Regions from separate parts of the Callithrix jacchus genome. Here region 2 is linked to region 1. The links are chromatin contacts, called in public Hi-C maps. All regions are on one chromosome and are shown on one strand. The core of a region is the stretch at or near the end of the contact, and the rest is flanking DNA. Distances in the headings are between cores, read along the strand shown. Region 1 holds the start of DEFB116 (defensin beta 116). Region 2 holds the start of DEFB129 (defensin beta 129).

What was found. A called contact is a pair of places that touch in the nucleus more often than the background predicts.
Region 2: a contact with region 1 is called in a Hi-C map of skeletal muscle, with 2.7 times the contacts expected there. The contact joins the promoter of DEFB129 here to the promoter of DEFB116 in region 1. A contact is called at or near these places in 3 of 3 Hi-C or Micro-C datasets (induced pluripotent stem cells and skeletal muscle).

The regions. Positions count from the first base shown.
Region 1 is chr5:7,838,742-7,841,373 of calJac240_pri, forward strand. DEFB116 (defensin beta 116) reads left to right here and starts at 1,308. Exons shown (of 2, transcript XM_017973099.1): 1 at 1,308-1,374. The coding sequence starts at 1,308.
Region 2 is chr5:7,984,545-7,987,176 of calJac240_pri, forward strand. It overlaps DEFB129 (defensin beta 129), which reads left to right and starts at 1,306. Exons shown (of 2, transcript XM_002747394.5): 1 at 1,306-1,394. The coding sequence starts at 1,337.

The DNA of each region.
Region 1 (2,632 bases), core at 58-2,557:
TACTAAGGCTCTGGGTCATTGTAAGCCAGTGGTTTGATTTAATTTAGCCAAATATTTTTTTCTTTTTCTTTTCTTTTTTTGAGATGGAGTCTCCCTCTGTTGGCCAGGTTGGAGTGCAGTGGCGTGATCTCTGCTCACTGCAAACTCTGCTTCCTGGTTTCAAGTGATCCTCCTGCCTCAGCCTCCCAAGTAGCTGGGATCACAAACAAAGACAGCAAAAGAGGAAGAAAGGAACAAAGGATGTATAAAATAGCCAGAAAAGAATGAACAAAAATGGCAAAAGTAAGTTCTTTTGCCTAAAAGCAATTACTTTGAATGTAAATGGATTCACTTTGCCTACTGAAAGTGAAAGACGTAGGGTGGCTGAATTGATTTTTTAAAATGACCCAACTATATTTTGCCTACAAGAGACTCATTTCACTTTTAAGGAAACAAATAGGCTGAAAGTTAAGGGATGGAAAAAGATGTCCCATGGAAAAGGAAACCAGAAAAGAGGAGGAGCAGCTTTTCTTAGAAAAACTAGACTTTAAGTAAAAAACCACAAAGTGAGACAAAGATAGTCATTATATAATAATAAAGGGATCAGTTAATTAAGAGATCAGCATGTTTATGACCTCAAATATTTATTATTTATTTGTGATCTTTACATTATTATTATCTATAGATACTGGAGCACTATTCAGGCTTTAAAAAATGAACCTGGAAGACATTATGTGAAGAGAAATAAACCAGGCACAGAAAGACAAATACTGTATGATCTCACTTAGATGTGGAATCTCAAAAAGTTGAACTCAGAGAAGTAGAGATTAACATGGTTGTTACCAGAGCCTCGAGTGAGGGTGGATGGGGATGGGGACATGTCGGTCAATGGGGACAATCTTTCAGTTAGATAGGAGGAATACGTTCTGGTGTTCTGTGGGCACAGCATGGTGACCACAGTTAAAAACAATTCTTTATTTCTTATATAATTATTTATAAGTTTTTTCAAGTGTGCTTGCTTGCTTGATTCATTCAAATTTGTCTCACACAAAATGCCGAATGTCTAATCTGTCTGTTACTTAATGGGAAGAAAGGCCCACCCAGGCATGAGCACTGCTGGCAAGTCTCCCGCATTTACACAGAGTATCCAGCTCAGATAAATGATCCATGTTGTCCTTCTGCCTGCCTGACCTCAGGTATCTCTCATCCCTTTTAGTTCACTGCACACAACCCTGGCCCATTTCCAAAACTAATAAAGGTGGGCCACCGCTTTGCTACAGTAATCTCTATTCAGTCACCTGCAACACAGCCCTTCATTCTGTTGGAACATGTCAGTCATGAAGCCCTGTTTAATGACCATTGTCATCCTTATGATCCTGGCTCAAAAAACTCCAGGTAACTCAGGCCTCTCTCAAAGTTCTGGGGTCTTGCATGTGGTACTGGTATCTTGGTGACCTCTGCAATGACTCGTACTCACATATAGTGGGCAACCCCTAAAGTCTTTTGGTCCTGCCAAGACAAATTTAAGAGGTTGTTCCTGGCGTAGTGGCTAGCCTAAGCACAAAACATCTTGGGTAGTGCTGTCACTGGGATGGGAGCTTAAGTCACGAGTTAGGGGTGAGAGACTGGATGCAAGTTGAGGAGCTGTAGGAGGAATATAGCAGTTTGGAGTTGGATAGTGAGTTGATGTGGGGCTGTTGTAAGACCTTAGAGAGAGGGTAATATCCAGAAAGTGAGTGGGGATGTGCATGGGATGAATGTTTATAGGATTGAGCTGAACGGATGTTTTGGTATAGTCTGGAGAGAAAATGGTATTTTTTTTTCTTGAATGAATCTGGGGGTAGAGTTGGTGGAACTGCGAGCTGGGGTATAGAGAGGTTTGTAGTTGGGCTGTGTTTTAGATTGATGCTGTGAATTGGGGTTGGGTGGCTTGGGTAGTGTTATGTTTGTATGTTTTGCAATTGGGCTTTGGAAGAGACAGGGCTTGAGTTGTAGTTACGTGTTTGCCTAAAGTGGGTATCTCATTCAGTTGGGTGTATGTGAGATTTATCTGGGCAGGGTCTGACTTAGCCTGGGTTTGGGAGTGATTAAGCTTGAGTGAGACAGTTGAATTCGTCACAGCAGGGCTATCCCTATTGAAATGGGGAGAATATTGACTCTCAGATGTATGATTTGCAAATATCTTCTCCCATTCTGTAGGTTCCTTCTTCATTTTATATATTGTTTCCTTTGCTGTGCAGGAGCTTTTTAGGTTGCTGCTGTCCACTTGTTTATTTTTGCTTTTGTTGCCTGTGCTTTTGGCATCATATCCAGGAAACCCTTCCCAAGGCCAATGTCAAGAAGCTTTTTACTCTATGTTTCTTCTAAGAGTTTTATGGTTTCATGTTTTAGATTTAAGTCTTTAATCCATTTTTAGATTTAATCCATGTTTTAGATTTAAGTCTTTAATCCATTTGATTTTTGTGTATGGTGTAAGATAAAGATCCCATTTTATTATTTTGTGTGGAGATATCTAGTTTTCCCAATATGTTTATTGAAGAGACTGTACTCTCATGAGTATGTCCTAGAAATCTACCGTACAACACAGTTCCTATAGTTAACGGTACTGTGTTGTATATTTCAAAAACTGCAAAGAGAGTGGATTTTATGCTGA
Region 2 (2,632 bases), core at 56-2,555, 150 kb after region 1:
CAAAGACCTAAAATCAGAAATACCATTTGGCGGAGCAATCCCATTACGTGGTATATGCCCAAAGGAATATAAATGCCCATCGTTTGGGCATTTGGATAAAGATTGGATAAAGAAAATATGGTACCTATATAGCGTGGAATACTATGCAGCCATAAAAAAGAATGAGATCATGTCCTTTGCAGGGACATGGATGGAGTTGGAGGCCATTTTCCTTAGCAAACTAATGCAGGAACAGAAAGCCAAATACTGCATGTTCTCACTTATAAGTGGGAGCTATGATGAGAACATATGGACACACAGAGGGGGACAACACACATTGGGGCTTACTGGAGGGCGGAAAGTGAGAGGAGAAGATCGGAAAAAGTAACTAACGGATACTAGACTTAATAGCTGGGTGATGAAATAAGCTGTACAACCAGCCCCCACAACACACATTTACCTATGTAACACACCTGTACACCTGCACATGTATCCCCGAAGTTAAAAAAGTTTTTTTAAATTGCTACTTTAAAAGGATGTGGGAATCATTGTAAACTCAAAAGTTAAAGATATGCCAAGAGTATTCGCCCACAAACTTGTTTAACAAACATTTACTGAGTTTGTACGTTGATCCAATACCCATGCTGGCCACTGGACATACCAGTACAAACAAGACAGAATCTTTACCCTCCTCTAGCTCTTCTAATTCTCATGCACTAAGTGCCAATCTTAGCATAACTGGGCTGAAAATTAGTGAATCAAATATCTAACTCTTATCCTACGCCAACATTAAGAAAGAGACATGCAGCTGGGCACAGTGGCTCATGCCTATAATCCCAGCACTTTGGGAGGCCAAGGTGGGCGGATGAATTAAGTTCAGGAGTTCAAGACCAGCCTGGCCAACATGGTGAAACCCAGTCTCTAATAAAAATACAAAAGTTAGCTGGGCATGGTGGCATGTGCCTGTTGTCCCAGCTACTCTATCTGGGAGCCTGAGGCAGGAGAATCACTTGAACCTGGGAGGAAGAGGTTGCAGTGAGCCTAGGTCGTGTCACTGCTCTCCAGCCTAGGCAACAGATGAGAATCCATTTCAAAAAAAAAAAAAAAAGAAAGAAAGGGCTTGCTCTCTTTCTTATCTTACATATTTTATGTTTTTCCCTAGGATAAAGAGCAACGAATTTGTTGCAAAGAGGTGTTCAAGAAAGGGTGTTTTCAAGCAGAGTCAGAAAAAACACAGCACACAAATTTGCTTTGGCTGCTCTTCATTGCTTATGGCCTAAGGCCATGAAGAGGCCAATAAAGGCTGGAGCTCAGGAGCATCAGCCCAGATCCAAGGCTTCCTCTCTGGCACCCAACCATGAAGCTCCTTTTTCCTATCTTTGCCAGCCTCATGCTACAGTACCAGGTGAACACAGGTAATGTGGATTACCAGGTTTAAGATGGGTAGATGTGAGGAACCAAGGATTTGGCTGCCCATGACAATGGAAACCCAAAGAGAGACCGAAAGATGAGATGTTCAAAAAGATGGCTGAAGAGCTTACCTACTGTATCAGTCATGCATTGATACGCTCTCATAGGCCCCAACTCCCAGACTGTGTCCGATGGGAATACCCAGGAAGCTACAGAGAAAGCAGGGTATTTTTTGTGTGTGCAGGAACTATCTAAAATATAATGCTGCCTTCCTGCCCTGTATATATCTATCATACTAAGACCCAGCCCAGCCTTTTAGCTGTATTTCTATCTTAAACCATCTCTCTCTCTTTTCTTTTTTTAAAGTTCTGGGGTACTTGTGCGGATGTGCAGTTTTGTTACATAGGTAAACGTGTGTCGTGGTTATTTGCTGCACCTATCAACCCATCACCCAGGTATTAAGCCCAGCATGCATTAGCTATTTTTCCTGATGCTCTCCCCTGCCCACAACAGGGGAGTGTGTTTTGTTCCCCTTCCTGTGAAACCACATCTTGAAGCGAAGGTTCCTATCAGTTTGTGCTTTGGTGTAGAAAGGAGGAAGTTCTTTTCCTCATGCTAAAAAAAAAAAAAAAAAAACTTTTTCCAATCCAGTAAACAAGTCTGTGTTCTCCATCTTGAATTCTTTCAGGTTTTCCAGAGACTTATCCCTTTTTTCAGCCTTTATCTTCTTGAAAACCCCCCAGACTACCATAAGGGCATCAAGGAATTCATTATGGCAAAAGCCTAAGCCAGAAGAGTAACTATTGGTTTTGGAAAAGAAAGGAGAAGCATTGAGATTTGTTTCAGAATACAAGAATCATCCAGCTCTTTGAAATAATGAGAAATGGGTCGGGGCAGGGAAAGTGAAAGAGTCAAAGCTGTTTCTAATGCGTTTGTCTTGGAACCCTAGGAAATGAGTAGTACCATAAGTAAGTATGGCTGTATCATCTTGGATAAAGTCACTTAACCACTTTGAACTTCAATTTCTACATGAGTATAATGGGGTTAATCAATGCAGCTGCTTCCAATATAAGAATTTTTCTGTTTTGTATTTGATGAGAAAACAATGTGGAAATGTAGGCGATCATGCTTTGAAAATTAGCAGATGCTGCATAAATCTCTTGTCATTTATGGAAAAATCATTAAGTTATTAGGAGGAACAAGGGAGGAAAGGTTTCTTGATTCAGAAAAAAAAAATGAGACG